Linked DNA regions of Zea mays: region 2 is linked to region 1. Evidence: chromatin contacts called from public Hi-C data. All regions are on one chromosome and are shown on one strand. Each heading gives the region's core, a stretch centred on a gene start, on an enhancer-like site or on the middle of the called end of the contact. The rest is flanking DNA. Distances are from core to core; before and after follow the strand shown.

Evidence for each region. A called contact is a pair of places that touch in the nucleus more often than the background predicts.
Region 2: a contact with region 1 is called in a Hi-C map of ear, with 2.1 times the contacts expected there. The contact joins the promoter of LOC103639375 here to the promoter of LOC100383221 in region 1. A contact is called at or near these places in 2 of 25 Hi-C or Micro-C datasets (ear and leaf).

Annotation. Positions count from the first base shown.
Region 1 is chr9:149,711,547-149,716,559 of Zm-B73-REFERENCE-NAM-5.0, forward strand. It overlaps LOC100383221, which reads right to left and starts at 3,061. Exons shown (of 14, transcript NM_001361965.1): 1 at 2,858-3,061; 2 at 2,625-2,701; 3 at 2,440-2,522; 4 at 2,291-2,338; 5 at 1,940-2,049; 6 at 1,213-1,297; 7 at 835-1,108; 8 at 460-636; 9 at 235-338. The coding sequence starts at 2,688.
Region 2 is chr9:149,954,049-149,959,061 of Zm-B73-REFERENCE-NAM-5.0, forward strand. It overlaps LOC103639375, which reads right to left and starts at 2,658. Exons shown (of 1, transcript NM_001351742.1): 1 at 1-2,658. The coding sequence starts at 2,494.

The DNA.
Region 1 (5,013 bases), core at 1,811-4,310:
CACAGATTGGAGAACTGAACAGAACTGACCCCAAATCAATTACAAAGAAAAGTTTGCGCAAAATGCAAAGGGAGCTATTTGTCGTCTTTCGTCTATAACATGCATGAATTCAACAACAAGAACCTGAGTGCTCGGTCAATAATTCACGAGTAACAACTGTCATGTTAAAAATACAGCGACTGAGGGAAATTGTGATTCATATGCAGTTTGCTAGTAGCGAGAAACAATGTTTACCTTCTCCAATGCCTTTCGAGTAGCTTCGTTTATTGGAAATAACTGTAGCTTCAGCTTCACAGGTGCTTGTGAATCTGTTTCCTTCATATGATTTGTGCTAATGCCTGCAAATGCAGAACAAAAACATCATGACAGTAGACCTGTATCTGCTACTGTTAATTTCAATGTGTGTTGAACAAAGTTCAACAACTACAAGAACTAAAATCCAGTTGCTACAAGCCATACCATCACCAGTAGAAAGTCTGTCTGATGATGAAGTCAGTGTTCTTGCATCAACATTACATAACATGCCTGGGTTAATCGTGTTGCGCTCGAGCTCCTCAGCCGCATCAGCAACTAAAGAAACACCAGCCATGGCCGCTCTCTCCCATTTTTTATATGCGGCAGATGCAACAGCACCACCTAAAACACAGGTCACCATCTATCCACATTAATGCAATGTAACAAAGGTTCACCACTAGAGAGCTCTTCTACATGATAGTTTGATAGTTTCAATCATCAACGATTTCACCGAGACTCAAATCACACAGATTGTGTGGCAAAAGATAAGCAAGGCTAGGTCATAACAAAAGAACAGACTAACAGAGAACATGCGCCCACCTGCCTTCCTTTTCTGTTTCACGGTTCTTGTGGCAGAGAGGTCCCCTTTAGTTGTTCCTGACTTGTTAGAAATTGGTTCTGCAATCCGCTTGAAAATTGTCCCTTTAGGAGATGCTACTCTGCTACCATTTTGAGAATCTATTGACAAGAACTTTACAGGAGGAGTCTCATCCCCAGGAGCCTTGCTGATAACTGGAGATGGAGAAGATATGCACATATCCACTCGTGAATGCTTTTTCCTGGACTTATTTCTGTCCTTCAGCAGTTGTTTTCCCTAGCAAACAAAAGGAGATACACATAGCATGAGAAAGAAGAAACAAACTGAAACATTTTATAATGAGAAAAAAAACATGGGGAGTTGGGGACAAAGCAACTCACCAATGCTTCTACAAATGTTTTGAACCTCCGAGGCTTCAGGTGCAGCTTTGATGCACTGCAGCTAAATTTCTCAAGCAGAGACCACCTGCATCAAAACCAGCTAATATTGAACTGCCAGCAATTGAGCAAGCATATCCTTAAACGAAACTGCCATTATTTACTCGCCTTCTACAAAAGCTAAGTTACCTGTTTTCACGAATTATTAAGAAAAGAGTTCTCTAAAGAAGGGAGGAGCCATATGAGATGGAAACCTCATGTACAGTTTGGAATGGAATTGTTTTTTTAAAATGAATGCACAGCCATGATGGATTTTGGCTTTATCCAAATGAAATAATGCAGAAGCATTGCAAAATTATTATGAAGCTAAATGACTAGAGATTGAATTTAGATTGTGTATGTAACACAAGAATAAACCAAGCACGTCAAAATCAATAGAAAGGTACACAACAAATCAGTAAATATGGCAAGATATCCACTACATAGCGGAACTATAATGAGTGGTAGTCACAGCCTCCAGATGCCATAGATAGCTATATACAATCTACCATCATGATCTGTAATAGAAAGACAAGATGTTCAAGTCCCTATAAATATCATATGCCAAAGAGATAACGCATAAAACATTACAAAGTAACAGCTAGTTTTTGCTTCTATGGTGTATAAATAAAATCAACAATGAACTATACTTTATCAAGCAATTAACAGATGACGAGATATATTCAATTACCAGCGAAGCATAGCAGCAATGGTATCCTTGGAGTTTTTTGCATCAAGTGAGAACCTAGGACCCAATAGCTTCTTCATGCGTCGAACAAGACGATAATAGTAATGCCTGACCTGTATGGCACATAAAGCATTGAATCTTTTTACATTAGATTCATATACAACAAAATTAAAACTTCAATATAATAAGATAGGCTAATATTGCAAGAAAAGATTAAACATCTTTAGAGTAATATAAAATGTAAACTCTAGTCATCATAAAGACAGGAAGTCCTTAGAACAACTCATACATAACAAAATTTCAGTCTAGTGCATATCTGTTTCACCTAAAACATCTTGGTTGAAAAATAAATACCTGATCCTTGTTTTTACTCTGAACACGGTGTGTAATCTTGTCGAAGTTCTAGGAAAAAACAATATGAGATTACCCATCAATTGATTGTTATGTGCTAATTAGATTGCAAATAGCAGAAGAGCATTGTATCCAGAAATTATGCCTCTTACTTTCCCTACTTGCCGCAGTGCATTGAAGAAATTCTCCTCCTCTTGGTGTGTCCACGCTGCCCATTGTCGAGTCTGCTTTTTTGCTACATGAATCAGACACAGCGCAAAAACTATCAGGCGAAATTCAGAACTGTGATAAACAGGGAGTCTGAAAAACATACGAAAATAGTTCACAAAAAACGAACCAGGTTGCTTATTGGGATCGGAAGACTCAGGGGCGGACCCGGTGAAGGACATGCGTGTGCACATGTACGCCCTATAACTTTTGGAAAATAAAAATAAAAATAGAATTTATTAGGCATAATAGATATATAAACTTGTAATTATATTAGATCCGAATAAAATACACAAGTAGACAAAGTTAGGGTCCGATGGTCAGTTTCACACAGCAGGAAGGGGAGAGAACGGATGCGCATACCTGGTAGGTGTTGATAGCCGAGGAAGGACCCGAGCACGTAGGACGGCGGCGGCGGTCGCCTAGTAGCGGCAGGAGAGCGCTCCCCGCAGCCCGCACACGGTGGACGGGAGAAGAAAAGGCAGGCGGTGAATGGATTTTGGATGGGAGTCGGAACGGGAAAGGGAAACGTTTTGATGGTTCAAGACGTGGGTTATGGATTGGAAAATACTCCTATGTGGGAATGGGGAATGGCTACTATGCATCAGGCAAAAGAATGGGTAATCGATTGCAAAACGCTACTACCATTTGGTATGGATCAGGCAAACGAATGGGTAACAGTGGACCAGAATGCCCATAAAATCTGTGGAGCATTGGTTTCTTGTAAGTCATGTTTCCAAGATCACGTGTATTGTAGATACTCCTCTATCCCAAATTAGAATTCATTTTAGGTTATTATGAGATTCATACACTGCTTAATGTATTAGAATTTGTTTTAAGCTATTATAAGATTCATACACTACTTGATGTATGTGTTTTATATAAGTGTCTAGATTATCATCCATTTGAATATAGACATAAATAAAGTGTTAAAACGAATACTGTTTTGGGACGGACGGAGTATTATTTTACCCTCATGAAACTCATTTCAACCAATAAAGCTTTTTTACCTGTCTCTTTATTTACACTATGATATGTTAGCTTATTTGATGTTCATAGAACACATGTAAAGCTTCCATTGATTCTAACCTAAGTAACTTCACAAGTCGTAACCTATTTCCCACCCCATAACCTAGCCCTCTAGTATGGATGTCGTCAAAGTCCAAAAAAGGCATATTCTGTTTATTGGCAAAATGTCTTTTAAAACTCAATTGTCAAAGTCCAAAATAGGCATATTTTGTTTATTTGCAAAATGTCTTTTAGAACTCCATCAGCGAAAGATTGAATTACAATAAACTTGACTTGGTGTCAATCTTACATCCTCGGGGGCAAGCCCATGTCGATCATGCTCACGTCCTACAAGATGAGGGTTTTATACATTAACCCTTACACACTTCCCAAGACGTCATGTAAGGATCTTGTTTGGTTTTTGTAATTGTGTGACAACTAAAGTGGATTGATATATATTTATATTGAGATACACGTGATTATAAGCCTAGATGCTTTCATAGAGAACATAAGGTACTATGCTCAGATGGCCCAAACCACTCTATATCGTGTGTGTGTGTGTGTGTGCATGCAATCATGTCAGCATCTATTATAGTGGTCCTAGGCCTACACCTCTCTCTCTCTCTCTCTGGTTATTTGGTATCATGATGTCGTAGCATAACGATATTTGGCACATCCGGTAGGGCATGGTGCACTTTAATGTGTTGCACTGACATGGCTTCGTAGACACTCTCGGTCGATAGAGTAGTGGTCTCTAACACCGACTCTAGCAGTGGTTGACCATGCACCGCATCATGGACATTGTGCGGTCTTGCGTAGTCCATCCCTCCGCTACCTCAAGCAGGGCTAGGGTCGGATCAGACTCATTGTCCTCTTCTGGCATTGCCTAGACAACTCTCTCGAACGGTCTAGTCTGACAACCTTAGTGGGGTCATATGTGATGTCACCACTGGCTCCACTCCTATTCATGGTCCTTTCAACTCACATGACACCTTGGGAGCTTTACGATGAGCACCTCTTTGAGTGCTAGGAAACCACCATCATTCGACACGTGTCACTCCTCTAGCCTTGCTCTGAAGACCTACTAAGGTGGACTCCAAGTTTAGTGGCTGGTCTCAACAATGGGCATCATGATAGACACATTATGCCTCAATTTAAGCGATATGTTATTGTCAACATAAATCTCAACCTTAACACTGTAGCAAGAACTCTACTGTGCTAGGAAAAACACGATGGCGAGTGGTGAGGAGGATAGAATCAAAGGGTGTTTTGCTCGCTCACTTGTGTCAAGGAGAAAAAGGTCAAGATGCCCAAGAGGGGGTTGAATTGAGATTTTCTAAATTTTATTGCACAAATTAAATCCTAACATCAAGTCCAAACTTCACCATGAGTGCTTATTGATGTGATAAAAAGTTTGGCACCCTAATTTTCAATTCTATACTAGCATAGAAATTCTAGGAATGTAATTCTTGAACTAAATTTCTCAAATATAAATGTGTATATTAAATAAA
Region 2 (5,013 bases), core at 1,408-3,907, 240 kb after region 1:
CCATGGCTGGGGTATCAAAATCTATCCTCACTGGGCCGAAATCGAACAAAGTTGCAGCTTGTTCAGGTGAATCAGGAACTTTGGCTTTTCCGCAAACAAATGTTGTGAAGACCTTATCCTCATATAGCGTTGAAGACCTATGCAGATCATCTTGGTTTTGATCTTCTTTCTCCTCCTTTCTGGTACTTCTACCCATACTGAACCTATGTTCAATCTGAGGCTCATAACTAAAATAGGACTTTCCTTCATCCAGTTCTTGTGAAGCAGGCCATCCATTGCCGTTGTCAGTGTCAGCAATGGATATTACAGGATCCAGGGCTTCAAAAACTTCTCTACATCGATCATTTATGGAATCAGTTTCTATGGGTACTCCCTGAGAAGAGCTTTCTGCATCCTTGCTTTTCTCTTCCAGCGCAAGCAGAACAGGTATGGGTAGTACTGGACCAACAAGGGCATCTGGAGAGCGTACTTTGCTAGTCAGATTGTAACTTATGCTTGAAGGTTTTGCCAACAGGAAAGGTCTAAGTTTAGTGTTCGTCAAACAGGTAGGAACATCTAAATGTTCACATAAGGTCTTCTCTGTGCTGCATGCTAGCATGTCACTGTATTTGGAGAAGGTGACATGCAGGATGTCTGATGGCAGGCCATTCAATATTCTCTGGCAAGAAATTTCAAAAATGTTCATGGGAATACTAACATTGCATAAAAAATCTGAAACTGGGTGGGGCAATGAACTAGAGTTCTCTTTTGCATATTCCGACACAGCTTCACTGATAATAATATGGCCCATCTCTTTATTGATACTAGAACCATGCTTTACCAATGCATTGCACAGATTGCCTTCAAGATACTCAGATAGGAAACGCAACTTCATTAAACTATATCTAAGGGAGAAATTGTCATACGGAGTGTCAGGAAATATAGCTAAATTACTAGCCCTGGCTGTATGTTTTGATTCATCACATGGGATATCATTGTGTGAATCTGCAGATGCACGGTACCTTTGCATTTCTAATTTCCCCATGGCTGTCAAGCAGACCAAAGCAAAGCCAGTAAATGATGTCTCTGAAACTGAGAGGTGGTTTGGAAGCACATAGTAGCCAATAATGGAGTTTTTACTCCATTTTGAAGCATATTCATCTCTTGAAACAGGCATTGAGAATACATCTTTCATTCTTCCGCTGCTGCAGCTGCAGTGATGACCTGTCAGCGAAAACCGTGAAGGAAGATCCCAAGCATACAGGTGAGAGTTATCTGGACAGCCTTGCTCTTTAGGTCCATAACAGAAAACACTGAACTCCCCTGTCTTGAACGAACCAACCAAAATAGCAAAACCAGAATTTGATGCCCACTCATGCTCCTTGGAAGGCCTCAATTCAGAAAGTCGAAACATAGCAACATTACTAGGACTTTTCAGCTCATGCTGCCACGCCAACACAGGCGTCAATGGCTGTCTCAAATCGAGGAGAATCAAGTATCGCTTTGTCACCACTGAGAAATGGAAATGATCAAGCCCACCCCTGCAGAATGCAAGGTACTGATCTGCCTCAGCAAAAGGATCAGTTTCAAGCAGTCCTGGCATTCCAACTCTCGCCAAAACCTTGTATTGACCACGATCCCCAAATCTTAAGTCGATCAAAAGGATGGATTTTGAACTCGCGACGATTATCATCCATGGTTGTGCCCCATAGTCACAGCTTAGCCATTCCCCAGTGTCATCCTTGCTGCCAACATCAATTTTTATCTTTCCACCTTGACGTGTGTCCAGATTGAACCAGCACAGCTCCCCACTCTCCAGCAACACAACACATTCGGATGGCAAATGCCTGCTCCAACAAGCATGCACAATTACAGAGTCAACCTGCTGCTTGGCAATAGGCACTAAGACAGAAGTCCCCAAATCCTGTGACTCAACCCTGAACCAATTCAGGGAGTACATTGTCACAGCAAGCAGGAACCCCTCAGGGTTGTCTTCCAGCTGCGACGGCCATGACGACTCATTAGCAGTGGTAACAAGCTGCTGGATGCGGTGGCCCGGGTGCATAAACCCATCACTCTGAACGACCGGCGAGAGAGGCGTGGAACCAGTGACAGTGGTGGCATCCAGAGTAACAAAGGCAACATGCTCCGCATTCTCGCCGTAGGGGAAAAAGAGAATGAGAGAGCACGAGAGCCGGAGGACGGCGAGCAGATTGGAAGGCGGAGAAGATGAAGACGGTTGGGGGATGAGTGTGTCAGCGAGGTAGTCAAAGTCGGAGCGCGGGAGGAAGGAGGTGCCTCGGACAAAAGAGCGGAGGAAGCGGTTCAGGCCGCGGGTGGAGGAGCGCGGCAATGGGATGGGGTAGGGGAGGGAGAGCAACGGGGTGCGCGGCGGGAGAGGGGAGAAGTGGAGGGGGCCGCGGGAGGCGGCGGCGGCAGGCAGCGGGTCAACGGACGGCGCAGCGAAGACGGCACAAACCGGGAAGACGGAGCGCCAATCCTCGGAGAGGTTCATGGACGGCAGGGGTCGCGCGGGCGCGGAGTGAATCGGTGGGGCGGCAGGCACGGGAACCAATCGGGTGGAGAGCGGCGGCGGCCACGCGATGGAGCGGAAGGTGGAAAGGAATCGTCGGCAGGAAGGGTTTCAGATTGGAGAATCGCCGTAGCCGGCGTGTCGGCGGAGAGCCTTTTGGGTTCCGGTTTCTTTTCTGTGACGGTGAATTCATGATGGGTGCAATCTTATATTCCTGTCAATGCTGTATTATTTGAATATATGCTATGATAATATATTTTATAAATATTTTTAAAATTTCAGTATAACTATCTCTAACGAGAACCCAAAATTTTAAGTCTTTATTTTTTATTTAGGTACTTTAATATTGATCTCAATCTACATGTGTTGAGTTGTATTTAGGTTTTATTCCGTTATTCCAATTCCACGTGAATTTGAGTATATTGAAGTGGATTATAGTAAAATTTGGCTTGCTATAGATTTAAATCGACTCAATACCATCGAATCCACATGGATTAACAGTAAAACGAACAAGCTTTTAGATGTAAATTAGTTTAATTTACACAACAATCTAGTTCAATACATGTTGATTAGGATTAATATTAAAGTATCTAAACTAAACCTAACGGAGCATGGCGGGACGAAATTTTTCCCGCGAAGATTTGATAGAGACCTGAATTATAAGTCAGACCATCCTCCCGTGTGGCTAGTTCAAATCCAATAAATTGCCTCACTGCGTAAATATGCAAAAATCACATTCGCTAACTCCAACCATCGTTCCCTTCACTTGATCGACGCTCGCCCATGTGACAATATTTTGCTTCAGTTGCCCATTCTTCCTTATAATCTTTTTTAACATGTTTCTATGATAACTTTCTTAACACAAATTTGTGCAAATGCGTGTCTTTATATTACTAAATCATTGTAAAAAATAGAGGCACCATTTTTACAGATTTTTAATTGTTTCAATTTTAGGTGCCTCAGATGTCGTACCGATATCCTCTACCTTGTTAGTTAAATATTATTGTGTATTAAAAGGGAAATGTGCCATTGTGCCATTTCTAGTATATTTTGGTGATTAAGTGTCCAACACATATTAAGTGAGTTATTTTATATCAAATGATGAATTAAGTGCAAATCAACAAAGAAGGTATGTTTCTAGACTTAGTACATTTGTTTTGGGTACTAATAAAGTTACCTAAGTGCTAGAAACAGAAAAAGAAAAAGATTGGAAAAGAGTGTCTGTGTGTAGCCAAGACTAAGCACAGTCTGGCACACCGGACTGTCCGGTGGTGCACCAGACAGTGTCCGGTGCGCCAGACGGGTCCAAGGTGAACAGGCCACTCTCGGGACTCGACGACGGCGTACGGCTATAATTCATCGGACTGTCCGGTGGTGCACCGGACTGTCTGGTGGGTCGGTCGCGACGAAGTCGTCGCTCTCGGGAAAAGTTCAACGGCGTACGGCTAAAATTCACCGGACTGTCCGGTGAGCCAACGGTCAACTTCGCAACGGTCGGCAGCATGATCTGAGGGCGACACGTGGCCCGCACCAATGGTCGGAAGGGGCACCGGACTGTTCGGTGTGCACCGGACAGTGTTCGGTGCGCCAACCGACGCCAGAGTTGCAACGGTCGTCTGCGCCAAATTAGGAAGGAGATCCGCACCAGACATGCTACAGTGCCTACGGTGGTGCACCGGGCTGTTCGGTGCGACACCCAACAGAAGGCAAGATTAGCCTTCCAAGATTGCCTCCAACGGCTCCTAGGTGCCTTGGGGCTATAAAAGGGACCCCCTAGGCGCATGGAGGAGTCACCCAAGCATTCTTTGATCATTCCTAAGCACCAAGACTCCATTCTCGCGCATTCGATTCTTTGAGATAGTGACTTGAGCTCCAATTGAGTAGAGAACTCCGTGAGTTGTGTTTTGAGCTCAAGTTATGGCTTGTGTGCGTGATTGTGCTCTGGTTTTGAGTCTTGTGTGTGTTGCTCTTCCCTCACTTACTTCTGTGCTTCTTTGTGAACATCAATTGTAAGGGCGAGAGGCTCCAAGTTGTGGAGATTCCTCGCAAACGGGAGAAAGTATAAGAAAGAAGAACATTGTGGTATTCAAGTTGATCATTGGATCACTTGAAAGGGGTTGAGTGCAACCCTCGTCCATTGGGACGCCACAACGTGGAAGTAGGCAAGTGTTATACTTGGCCGAACCACGGGATAACTCATGTGTCTCTTGTGATTGCTTTTCTGTGTGATTATTGTGACTCGCAAGAGCTCGCTCTATAGCCACTTGGTTTTATCATTCTAACACTTAACCAAGTTTTGTGGCTATTAGTTGTTGAATTTTACAGGATCACCTATTCACCCCCCCCTCTAGGTGCTCTCAATTGGTATCAGAGCCGTTCTCTTCACGCAAGGGACTAATCGCCCGAAGAGATGGATCCTAAGGGAAAGGGGATGGTGGTCAACGACAAGACAAAGGAATCCATCGTCAATGAGCCAAGAGATGATAAGCCCTTGGACTCTG